Regions from separate parts of the Rattus norvegicus genome. Here region 2 is linked to region 1. Evidence: chromatin contacts called from public Hi-C data. All regions are on one chromosome and are shown on one strand. Each heading gives the region's core, a stretch centred on a gene start, on an enhancer-like site or on the middle of the called end of the contact. The rest is flanking DNA. Distances are from core to core; before and after follow the strand shown.

The links. A called contact is a pair of places that touch in the nucleus more often than the background predicts.
Region 2: a Hi-C map of Schwann cells shows a contact between it and region 1, with 2.7 times the contacts expected there. The contact joins two enhancer-like sites. A contact is called at or near these places in 3 of 12 Hi-C or Micro-C datasets (Schwann cells, hepatocytes and psoas muscle).

Annotation. Positions count from the first base shown.
Region 1 is chr7:110,689,109-110,695,521 of GRCr8, forward strand. It overlaps Rbfox2 (RNA binding fox-1 homolog 2), which reads right to left. Exons shown (of 14, transcript NM_001414967.1): 14 at 2,122-6,413. Among named protein-coding and RNA genes, the nearest start is that of Mb, 45 kb to the left of the region's middle. Within about 2 kb of position 3,278, at least 17 of the 93 cell types and tissues checked have an H3K27ac peak or open chromatin away from gene starts, as enhancers often do.
Region 2 is chr7:110,830,464-110,836,876 of GRCr8, forward strand. The region is part of intron 2 of Rbfox2 (RNA binding fox-1 homolog 2); the gene reads right to left. Among named protein-coding and RNA genes, the nearest start is that of Rbfox2, 100 kb to the right of the region's middle. Within about 2 kb of position 2,393, at least 33 of the 93 cell types and tissues checked have an H3K27ac peak or open chromatin away from gene starts, as enhancers often do.

The sequences.
Region 1 (6,413 bases), core at 2,028-4,527:
GTGAGTCGTTTGCACACCTGAGTGCTGACGCTGAGGTAAGCTCAGTGGAAGTGCAGGGGAAGGGGGCAGGAGAGTTGCACTAGTTTAGATAGTAGACTGGAAAATGGATCTCCAAGGAGCCGGATATGTGGTTGTGCTTTTAGAAGAATCCAGGGGAGATCCTGGAAGACTGGCTGAGGAAGTCAGCATAAGCCCATGGGTGCCCTTTTCTCATGACTGAGACGGACAGATATCATGTACCTTCAGAGGGGTACGTGAAAGTGAACCGGGTAGGGTCAGAGGGCAGTGCTGGGAAGAGACCGTGTAGATGGATGGTTAGGTCTTCCTGGAAGGATGTTTAGATCATGCCCAGGGGGTAGAGCTGGAGAAGAGCAGGGCAGAGCCAGGTAGACAACAGCAACTCAGAGCTCAGAACTGCCCAGGGATGCTGTCCCCATGGGAGATGCAGGGGAGAGGTGAGGATGAAGGGTTTATAGGCGGTGCTGTTAGAATGGGCTTAGTGAAACTGATCAGAAGAGAACGGTATGGGTGGACTGAGCAAAATGTGTTCCTTCTGTGACAGTCTCGCTCTGTAGAACAGGCTGGCCTTGAACTCGAGGTCCACCTGCTTCTGCCTCCTGACAGCTGTGGTCAGTTTGTTCACCATCCCACCTGGCCAGGACACAGGTTTATGCCACTTCCTAGTGAAGCCCTTGCTTTGGTCAGTAGTCCCTTTTGGTCTCCATCTTTCCGTTAGCCTTCTTTCCCCAAAGGCTTCAGTCGCCACGGTCACCACTCAGTGCTCAGTTCACAGCCCCAGGGGACTGCTGTGGCAGGAATGGCCCCCCTTTTTGATGTTGAAATCCTCATGTCCAGGATCAAGCCCCAGAGAGCCACCTCTCACCCTTTTACTACACAGACTGCCTGGCAACTTGATGTTCCCCTAATGGTGAGAAACAAGCTTCTCCACGGTTAGTTCATGGGTAGAGGACACTATTGGACTTAGTGACATTTTGAGGCACATGTAAGGCCAGAAGCTCCTGCCCTGCCCCTTCCCATGTGGCTTTGGACACGATCCTTAGTTTCAGTGTTTAGTGAGGAGACATGGTCAGGCTCAGTTTCTGTTCCTTTGAAGTGAACGCACTATCCTGTCACAAACACAGCCTGGTCAGAGTCAAAGGCCTTTAGTGGCAGTGGCAGTGTGGGTGGTAAGAGCATCAGCACAAGGGACAGCCCAGAGAGCCCCAAGCTCTCCAGGCATGTGTTGCTGCTGTGTGTTTGGGGAATCTGCCAGTTCCAGGGCCCTCGGAGGCAGCTGAGAAGCCAGAGGTCACCGTGCAGGCACACCACCAGGGACTGGGCCTGCTGTCCTCTCCTCAGGGGGCTGCTTCCTCATTTGGAAGGCCAGGTGGCAGGGAGAAGGGCAAGCAGAGGTGGTGGGTGGCAGCTTATTCATGGAGAAGAGACCTTGGGATTCTAGTGGGGGAAAATTTAGAAACTATTTAAGATTGAAGACCCTAGTCGGGAAAAGGCCAAGAGAGGAGACAGGGCCCATAGCCGATAAAGTAGGAAGGTTAGGTGCAGAGCATCGGGGTGGGGTAAGGATTAGCCCGAGAGCTGAAGACTGTTAGGGCAGGTAAGGAGAAGGAAGAAGCCCGGGTTTACACGTTTGAGAGCAGAAATCCACTCAGAGTCTATGAGAGGATCTCCATGCTCTCGACGACTCAGGAAGGCAGTGACTGGGGAAACTAGGTATCTGGGATATTGGCATGGAAAGCACTAGTGAAGGGTGGTTGAAGGCCAGTCTAACAGCAGAGGCATTCCACACAGTGACAGTGAAGATGGGGACAGGAGCAGGAGCCGGGAAGCAGGCACTTACCTGGGGGGAGGGGGAGTTCAGGTCAGTGGAGCTCGTGTAGTGCCTGAGGCCTTGCAAGTGGGCAGGGGGAGGCTGAAGGGAAGCAGCAGTGCACTTCACTTCAGTTGGAAGTCTGCTGCCAGCTAGAGAACAGCTGCAGGGGTCCCTCCCTCCTAGCTTCTGGTCACTTAGAAGCCCCCCAGGAAGCAGTGGTGTGGTTTCTCTTCCTCTTTCCAGGTCAGAGCCTGGAGTTCAGGCAGAAAGGAGCCAAAACCAGCCAGAGGTGGTGTTTCTCTCTTTTATTTAAAAACAGTGCTTCGTTACCATTTGCAAAGGCTGAGGCAGGGCCCCTCCTTTGCTAAGAGTTTATAAAAGCCAGCAACATGATCAATAATTTATACACATGGAGAGTAATACAAAAAATAATGAATAAAAGCTAAAGATCTAACTACTCCAACCTTCACAATTCCAGCTACTTGATAATAATAGGAGTAACCCAATGAATACTGTATGGTCTGAAAGCTACTATACAATATGATTCTTGAGGAGGAGGGAGAGAGGGAGAGAGGGAGTTAGAGACTGTCACAAAGCCCTGGGTGCTTCTCTGGAGTTAGCAGGGAAACAGGACCCTGGGCAAGCAGCTCGGGTGCCCTAGGAGGTGACTCTGGGAGAGGATGGGAAGGAAGGAGACACAGCTGGGTGGTCAATTGGACAAGCATCCGAGTATGCCCCCATGTCCCAGTGGTACCTGTCCTGCCACAGGGAAACCACACGTGCTAGGCAGGCCACTCCCTGCCACAGAGGTGTGGAGGAGAGCGAGGTTCTGTGGTACTTTGAGCCTTGAGAAGATGGAGACTCAAAAACTGAGAGAGCGCCTCAGTTCGCTCTGCAGCTCTAACTTACACGTGTCAGCCCCAGGGTGTCTCTAGCTATTCACAAGCTGAATGCTGACACAGGGAAAGTCATGTCTCTTAGGGAAAGAAAAGGATCAGTTCATCACTCCATATATAATGCAGCCAAAATGAGCTGCCCAACAAGCAGGCACACAAAAATACTGTGAACAGAAAATACGAGAAAAGAGCTAAGCTAGGCGTCCTGATGGGGACAGACAGCGATTAAAGCACATCAGTCCCCGGAAAAACCAAACCAAAAGCATTTTTTGAAAAACTCAAAAACTTGCGTGCCCCTGGGAATCTGGCATTGGTAACCGGAAGAGGGAGGGAAGGAAAGAGCATCGCTGTTCCCTTTTTGCCTGCCAGGGTGAATGCAGCCCTCCCCACCCCCCAGCGCTGGCATGTACAGAGGGCTGCCCCCTGGGTGGGAGGTCTTGGCTGATGGGCAGTCCTCAGTTCCCATCCCTGCCAGCCAGCACCGCCATGGCTGAGCTCATCCACCGTTTTTCCTGAGTACACTGTAACTGGCTACAGTTTTGGTAACTTGCATAAGAACATGGCTTCCACAGCCAACCACAAGACTTCAGGGACCCGTGCCCCCTGGCTCATTTCTAGTGCCTTGCTGAAGAGTTTGGCAACCTGTGGTAGTTGGTGAGCCTTTCAAAAGGAAAGCTGCCAAGGGACTGTCCTGCACTCAGTAACCTAGAGGGCACATGCTGGCTTAGGACACCCAGAGCCCGCTTGGGGTGGGGCCCTGTTTCCCGCTCTAGCCCAGGGATGGCAACTGCCTGGCTGATGAGGAAGCAAGGGTAAAGGAGGTACACAGGAGAGGGAAGGGTGGGACAGCAACATTTCCAAAAATATAGTGTTTTATGCAACAGAGAATCAAGTGTTACTGGTGTATACTACAAATGATCAGACATTCTCAAGAGCATGACAAAATAAAACACACGTTTACATTAGATGTTCACCGTGCCCACTATTGTTTCCTATCTGAAAACAGTGCAAACAGGTAACTTATGCTTTAAAACACCACAACCCCGTCCCCACCCCCCAAAGTCCCTTTGCTCCTAACAGCCGGGGGAAAGCCTGCGATTTTGCAGACACTGCCATGCTAGATTTTGAGTAGTGGAGAACTGGCTGGCCAAAGGGGAAGGATCGCCAGGCAGCTTCCCGCCTTCCGACACCCGAGGTCCAGACTGCCCCTGGCTGGCCTCATTTACCTGGCACAGGGAGGGAGGGGCACATCATGCTCTTCTTGCATAGCCTCGTGCCCTTCTCATTTTACAGCCCTCGTGTCTGGAAGCTACATGACTAGGTGCAGGATGCAGGTGGCCACTCCTGCTGGCTGCATCTCTAAGAAAGCACAGCCTAAACTAAACAGTTCAGCCCCTGAGGAGTCCATGTTTGAGGAACAGCCACAAGCTCTCCTTAAACTATGAGCTGAGCTCCAGGCGGTTTCCAAGGGAAGGAAGAACGCAGGCTCAGTTCAGACATCGGCTGCTGCAGGGTGACGGTGACAGAGGTTCCTGGAAACCTGAGAGCCCTAAAATGACAAGTAGTAGCAAGGTGCTTCTGGGCTGAGGTTGAACTAAGTAACACAGAAATTCTAGTAAAGACCTAAGGCAGCTCTCCGGGCTGAAAGGGGAACAGCCAGACAAACGTTTTCACTACAAGTCTCCTTAAAGGAGCCCAGCTTCTAGTAAGATTTGCAGCATAGAAAAGTCCAGGCTGCAGAAGCCTTTGAAACTGAAAACACCCTTCTCACTGCGATTCAGCGTCAGCCATCTTTTTGAAATCATCAGCCAGAATCCTCTAACAGAGTCACAAAATGCCTTTCTCCTCTAGCCTGCTGCTTCCTAAATCAGTCCAACACACCAACACAGTGGCCTTGAGGACCAACCATGAGGCCAATACAGTGAAACCCAGACACTTGGGGGAGCCAAACTCTCAGTGCTCACCCTGAAATCCAAAGACCCTTGCATAAAAAGCCAACTCCATCTAGTGTTCCTTGGAAGGAGCTTGAGGAAGTGGCACCCACCGGAGAGTGTCCCTGTACATGCAGCAGAGACGTGCTGGCAAACAGACTGGCCTTGGAGGCCTCAGCCAGAACCAGCTGAACTGAAGTGCACGAAGGCCCCTCTGGCCCCTCCGGCATGGGCCATGGGGACTGTCCTTTTCACCCTGCTATGACCACCCTTACTCCTGTCCAGGAAGAAAGATGCCTTCTTCAATTCTTCCTCCCTTTCTGCCCTTTGTGGATACAATTGTCGAGGGACTGGCCTAGTCTCCACCAGGTGAAGGGGCTTGCCTTTTTGTGAGAATGGCCCTTATTAAACAAAGACCCAAAATGTCTGTTCCTTTAGCCAGTAAATTTTCTCAAAAAGAAACAAAATAAAGGAAAATCCCTCTGCCCCCATTCTCTAGAACTCCAAGAGGCCCCAGCCTATCCCTTCCCCTAACTAAAATATTTATGCACATACAATGAAGACTGTCATAACAGCAACAACAAACCAAACTTTGGCTTCGGGGAAGGGACTCCATAAGTGGCCAGTGGCAGGCAGTCTGTCTCGTTTCCTATTTCACACGTTGTCCCAGAATCAATGACTACACTGAGCTCTCCAGCTTCCACGTTGTCTCTTCAGATATAATGGGAGATAGGATCTGAGAGCAAGACGGTACGTGTCAGCCGTAGGCCAAGGCCTCCCTGCTTACAAAAGGATGCTTGATGCAGTCAAACGTCAGCCACTTTAATTCAGGGACATGAATCATTTATCACTCAAAAATGTGTAGAGGCAGAGGCAACGACGACGACAACAACAACAACAACAACAACAACAACAACAACAACAGAACCAAACCCCAATAAAATAACCCTAAAACAGACCCTAACAAAACCCAAGCTCATGTCTCTGAACTACTCCCCTTAGCAGCGATCCCTCAGGTGAACTGACCAGGGAGCCCGTTGACACTCCGGTTTCCTAATGCCTTCATTTTGGAGCCTCTGTGGGACCCTTGCCTTTCGAATACATCTCAGATCTGGGGGAGAAAGAAGTCCTTTGGAAACAAAACTGAAGCCAGGTTTCACTGCCATGGCCCGTGCAGGAGGACCCTTGAAATTTTACATCCTCCTTCAAAGGTAGGCTTAAAGTCCACGGCCCGTCTTCTTAGTGTTCCCCAAGGGGTCCAGGTGCTTGGCTGTGACTCTGGAGGACACTGTGAAGCTGGATGCAGTGGCCACAAGGGCTGGAGGCTCAGAGGCTCTGGAGGATGGAAATTCCTATGGCTTTGGAGTGAGGACAAACTGCCTCTGCCTGCCCTTACTGGTCCTCATCAGCACACTTGTTAGGACAGCCAGCCTAGGGCTTGGTTCCTTATCCTGCCCCAGCAGAGGCTTTCCGATGCCTTTCTTACTCTGTACTGACTTCGTGCTACAAGAAAAATGAAGGGATATCAGATTGAACATCCCCCTTTCCTCTTCTACACACTCTTTAATGGCTCTGAACAATTTGTACTTTTAATCCTCATACTGTGCCCAGATATCTGGGGGGAAATCTGGCCACTGACTATTCATTCTTCCATTCCCAGATCCCGATTCCTGAATCTTGAGGACATGGGAGTAGCATGTTAATAAAAGAACAGAGGAGTTGCAGCACAGTGGCTCAATTAAAGGGGCAACAGCC
Region 2 (6,413 bases), core at 1,143-3,642, 140 kb after region 1:
GAGAGGAGCTGTCAGTGAGGCAGATGCCAGGACTCTGTCACAATGCAAAGAGCTACAATCAGGATAAGAGGGTTGTGAGAAACGGGCTCCTGACAGCCGGTTTTGCTTCTCCAATGGAAGGGCTGGTTTGTGGAGCTTCTGCTCTGAACTGCCACGTGCATCCAGCTTTACAGGGCCAGCCCTACCTCCCCAGATAAACACTTACAGCACCAACTCCTGGGTCTGAATGCAGAGGAAGGAGTGGGCGTCTTTTGAGCTAGCAAGAACTGACTGGAGTTTCTAAGAAAATAGCCTATCTCCACACTGGATAGGCTACACTCTTCTATCCCAGATCTAACCAATGGTTTCAACAACAAAGAGTTCCTAAAATTTAGTACAGACCACTAGTTTCAGGCCGTGACAATACTTTTAACAACACAAATTAATCTATTGTGATTTGTTTTAATTATTTCTGGAAAAGTTTATTTTTAGTAAATACTATATCCCCCACATGGGAAGCTACAAACCATGCCAGAAATGTTCCTGGAGGAGATAAACCCTAATAATAGACCCATCGGCTGCTCCTCACTTAGGTTGTAACATAGTTTCCACTTCAGCCGATATGACCTCCCCTGACTCCTCTGGGTCATCTCAAGTCTCCACATTTATCTTTATCTTGAGGTACTTAAGTGAAGCCAGCAAGGATGAGAGGAGGGAGAAAGAAGCTCCTTCCCCTAAGCCTTCTCCCACAGCAAAGTTTACAGTAAATTCTCTGAGAGCTTGAAAGGACTCCTTCCTCTGGAATGCTTTGTGGCTGGGAACTCCATGGATGTACAACGGCCATCCACAGCAATGCTACATATACAGCGAGCCACTCACAGGGCAACGAAGCTACAGGACCTGTGGTGCCTTCATGTCAGCCTGATCTCATTCTAATTATCCTTAACCTAAGCTACATTGTGAAGCTGTCTCAAAACATCCCAAGAGAATAAATGTCACAGTATCTAAGTGGAAAGCATAATATATTGTCTAACTTTTTAAAAAGCTAAGCAAGGAAACCAAAGACTAAATGTAAGAGACTAATGTTTTGCTAAAAGCCGTGATCTCAAGGGTTAGAGCTGCTGGCACCTTTACATTCTCACTTTAAAGGTTAAGCGGGGTGGGGTAGTCAGTTGTAGTGACCCATGGCATTAGCACCAGCACTGGAGGAGAGGCAGGCAGAGTTTGAGGTTAACCTGGTCTACACAGAAAGTTCAGGCCAGCCAGGTCTATATAGTAAGACCATAAAAAAGTGTGGCTGGAGATGGCTGCTCTTCCAGAGAACCCAGGCTCAATTCCCAGCATCTACACAGCAGCTCACAAAAGTCTAATTCCAGTTTCAAGGGATCTAACACATCCCCCTCTTCTGGCTTCCACAGGCGCCAGGGATGCAAGTGGTAGACATACATGCAGACAAAGCACATAAAAATAAGTTAAAAAAATTAAAACATACATATTAAAAAAAATAAGCAGGGTTGGGAAAAATGTCTCAGCTGAGTTCAATCTCTGTCCCACAGTAGAAGGAAAAAAACCAACTCCCTCAAATTGTCTTCTGGCCTCCAGATATGCACTATGGTGTGTGTACGTGTCTGCCCCTCCCCTAATAGACATGAAATATAACTCTCCCAGCCTCTGTGCCAGCTTCTGCTGCTGCTTAGCTCATGAAGAATGTCTAGAGGATATTAGCCAGCAGCAAGCAGTAACAGCTCTTCAGGACAGGGCTAAAAGCTAGGAGTTGAAGCGTTCAGCGTTCAGTGTACCAGAATGAAATGGTTAGTGAGACATCCAGGGCTTTTCCTGCCATCCATGGAATCTAGTCTGGGCAATTAGAGCCAGATGGGCCTTCCTAGTGAAGTGATCTTGGGGAGTCGGACAGCCTCACAAGCCTTCAATTTTCTCATCTATAAAACTGAGTGAGCAGTATTTGCCCTGCTGAGTTGTGAGAATTTAACAAAAAGTAAGCTATTTAGAATAGCCACCTACTGTAGAACAATGGTTTCCCCACCACACCTCAGACCCTAGGGATATATATATAAATGAATGAATATGAAATCCTGGTGGTTTGTATGAGACTATGTCATAATCCTCCTCCTGTCTCTTTTCTTCCCCCTCTTATTTTGTAGAATAAGGCATCAAACCCAGAAAGACAAACTAGCCTTCCAAAGGTTCTATTACTAGTTAGCAACAGAACATGAGCTAACGCAGCTCCTCCTTGCTCAGTGAATCCTCGGTGAATCAACACCTCTTAGTGTGGCTCGGAGTCAATACTGTTGTCTCTTTTGTGATTCAGACACCCAAGAGTTAACACTCAGCCCTACCAGGACTGGAGATGCCAGGGAGGGCCTTATGGGATGAAGCTAGGAACACTGAAATCCATTCCTCTGTGATTGGTTGATTCCCAAAGGGGTGGGAAGAAGAAGAGAGAAGACTGTCATCTGATCTCCACAGTAAACAACAGCAGGAGCATCTATCTGCTCAGATTTTGCAGTAAATCTGTGCCATATTTCTGAATATTTGTGACCACCAAGCTCTGGAAATGGTAACTTCCGACCTTCACCAAAAAGTAAAGTTTCTGCTGTTCAAGGAAGATTCCGAAGAGTAAGTCGGGATGACTGCAGGCGTTTAGGACAGTCTCACGCTTCCACAGTGGCCACAATCAGCTCTGGAGCTGAAATCTGACACCTACATCCCCCCCCCTTACGGAGTGGACTCAGCCTGTTTAACTTGGCCGTCCCCACCCCCCACCCCCCCACCCCCCGCTCTGTCATCTTGGAAACATGACTTGGCTACTCAGTCCCATTCCCTCTTCTGGTTTGTCTCTACTCCTTAAGAAAGATCCTATCAAGAAAGCCAGGGAAAAAGTAAGGAAAGAAACGACAAAAAGAAAGGAAAGGAAAAATAGTAGATAGATTGATTGACTGACTTTGGAAGAACTCTATCTCATTGCGAGTTATAACTCTGTAACGGTATAGCACACACACGCTGAAGAAAGAGAACCTAACAGCATGCCAAATCCTTTGGGGAGGTCTGCCCAAGTCAGTGAGCCAGGCTGGGGCCACTTAACTGACTTAGGTGAGGTGATGCCCTTCAGCCCTAGCTCCACTCTCTCCCCAGGAGTTTCTCTGTCCCATTTCACAATGTTACAGGGAGTACACCCGTTCTATGGAGAGAACTGGAGCAGCATTTGTTCTGCCTTGCAGCTGACGAGGACTCCACATGCTATGTATGCACTGAGGAGCCACAGAAAACAGCTGTGTCCTTTGTACCTACACAGCACCACACGTTCTAAACTAGGAAAGGGGGGGGGGTGTTCTGCTCGGTGGCAAAGCTTGGGAACCTAAAGCAAGTCAGTGCAGGAATGAACTTTAACCACCTTTGGGTGGCCTCAGACAGGGCTAGGCACATCCTCCCCTGTCCAACCAAATAAACCAGAAATGGAGCAGCCCTATCTCTCCAGAAACGGAGATTGTGGAAGACCTGCAATCGTTCTGACCTCAAGGACAGAAAGGCCCTTCAACATAGCTGAGGAACTGAGTAGCAGTCTTTCTACAGCTCCTCCCTGTGCTGGCTCTGTGGCCCAAGCCAAGTTAGCTTACACTGTGTTGTTGACGCCCTTTGCTAACACAGGTGCTTGCTGTATACATCTTAGAAGCACTGGTGACCAGGCAGTTTTTTCTCAGGAATGTTCAGCAAATTAACTACTCAAGGGAGACAGGAACGTAGCTGTTAGAAGCATGGGCTGGCTGTCAGGCAGGTCTAAGGTTAAATACCTGTTCCACCATTTTCAGCCTCTAAGACTCAACCTCACTAAAGTTCAGTCTATGTATGTATCTGCAAAACACAGCTTCTACCAGTTGCCTTGGAAAGAGAATGATCGTTAGGATAATGAGGTGTTGAAGGGATGTGTACATAGGTGTATGTACTTACTGTGTATCTGATGCATAGTAAGCATTCAATAAATAGTAGCTGTTGCTATAAATTATAATGGGGGACTGTAAACCAACTCTGTGAAGGAGTAGCCCTGACAGTTAATAACCATCCTAATTAAAGCATTTCTGCACTTCACCCATGCCATGGTGAGACACAAGTAACATGAGGATGCCACAGACCACTCAAGGCAGCACACCATCTCTGCCAGACTCATCGGTGGAAGCCTGAGAAAAGGACTACATGAAGCCACATAGTGAGGAGGTCTCAATATGGAGTTAGCTCCCAGCTTACATGTACTACTGTGCTGTGCTGCCATAGTAAACAGACCTTTCTGGATCTGTACACCTGAAGAAAATGGGGTATGGAGCAGCAAATAAGGACAAGAAGGGGAAGGACTCTGATCTCCTCTCTTCATGTTCTACCAGGCATGGAGCTGACAACATAACCAACATTTTTTAGGCAAGCATTGTAGAATGGCTGCTTGCTAGACTAGGGCAGCAGCACATGTTTTTATCCGATAGAAATAAACTCTCAAGGAATTACAATCATGTCATCACAGACAAACAGGGGGAGGTGCTGTCAGTCTGGATCCTAAGCTTAGAACCCATCGCCTTTGCCATTGTCATCTCTTGAGATTTTCATCACCACAACCCTAACCTGACAAACTCACACCCACTCACACCTCAAAGCCTGCAGTGCTGGAGTGGAGCAGGGCCAGGCCAAGTCTTGGTCGTGACAGTACATGTCCATCAGGAAACTGCTCTGGGGAAAGTGCATACTGATAATAAGGGCCCTCCCTGTATCACAAGCCCAACTCTTTACTAGAGTATAGGCATAGTAAGACCTGGCTATGACTCAGTTTCCCCAACTGCAGAACCAGGATGACATGACTAAAGTCAGCTATGACCTTCAGTGAGCTGAAGACCCTGCTGATATTCCTACCTTGGGCTGTTAGAAAACATGCCAGCGAAGAGCCAGGGCTTCAAGACAAGTAATTACAGCTCACTCCCTAGACAGACTGATAGTTCAGGTCCAGTCAAGACACATCTCTGGAGTATAAAATAAAAGCAACTAGCAGGAAACAGTAGGACAATGTAAAATCACCTGACGCCTGGAAGGGCACCTATTGGCTTGTAAAGGTACCCTCCCAAACACCTCAGCTCAGAAGGACATACAGGGGCCTGAGTTAGCCTTCACATCCCACATAGAAATGATGATTGCTATATCTGACCAATGGATTAGGGCCTAAACGAAGGGGGCTATCTGCACTGGGCAAATCATATGGTCATAAGCAATCTCACAACTGCCTGCTCTCAGCAAACTGGCAGCTCTTTTTAAAAGATGCTCAAGGGATCTAGAGTTGCAGGAACCAAGGGAAATGTCTTCAGATTAATTCAGCAAAGGCCTCTCCAGTTCCACACAAAGTGTCTGTAGGGGTGATGTGCTGGCCAACACACAAGATTACACAACAAGTTCCCTGAAAGCCTCACGTGCCCAGGTCAGAAGCACTAAAGCCCTGCCACAAATGACCCACCAGGAGGCCCTTGCCAGTGTCCCACTTCTTCCACTATCAGTTACAGGGACTCAGGCAGGCCTAGGGTGCCTGTCTTGCTCAGCAGTTCCCCCATCACCCACGAGCTAGCAGTGCTTACTTCCTATCGTCTCACTCCACTTGCCCTTTCCTTCTAGCATTAAAATACCATGTTTTCCAGAATAACTAAGATTTTATATCACGGCCATGCAAAGGAACACGACTGGGCAGCAACAACAAAAGAAAACAGGAGCACTGGCTGGCATCTCCACTCTGCATGGATGGATCTATGAATCTGCAGTGCAAGGAGGCCAGCCTCAAAGGGCCACTGACCTATCTGCATGCAAAAGAAAAGCTGCCGGGAAAAGTAGACAGTGGATGAGCACAACTTGGGGCACGGGTGGAATACAGGAATCAGGGAGTTATGACTCAGTAGGAAGTGGCTTCAGATGAAGTGATGAAATAGTTCTAAATTAAATCTGATGCTGGGATGGCTGAACAACTCTATGAATGTATACAAAGTCAGAATTATATATGCTAAATGATTCAGCTGCGTAGCATACAAGTTACATCTCAGAGCCGGTGTTTTTAATGTCCTAAGAAATGACATCTTTCTTCAGGAAGGAAAGTTGAGGGGATGTGGATTTTCCAGCCAGCTGCCTCTGTTTCCAGTGCCTGCCAGCTCCAGCCTATCGCTTCTCTAGTTCCCACTTCTGTTCCTTGCAGGACCCAGGTCAGGCTTCCACTTGCCCAAAGACAATAATGGGGCTCACGTTGGCTTGATTTGGTCTTATAGTCACAGTCAGCCCACGCTCAGTCTTGACTTTAGTATCTTCCCCACACACCTAACTGTTCCTTTGTGCAGCAGGGAGTAAAGTCACACAGAGACAGACACTGCCATGAGAGAGTGCATGACCTGCCACCTGAAAGCTGA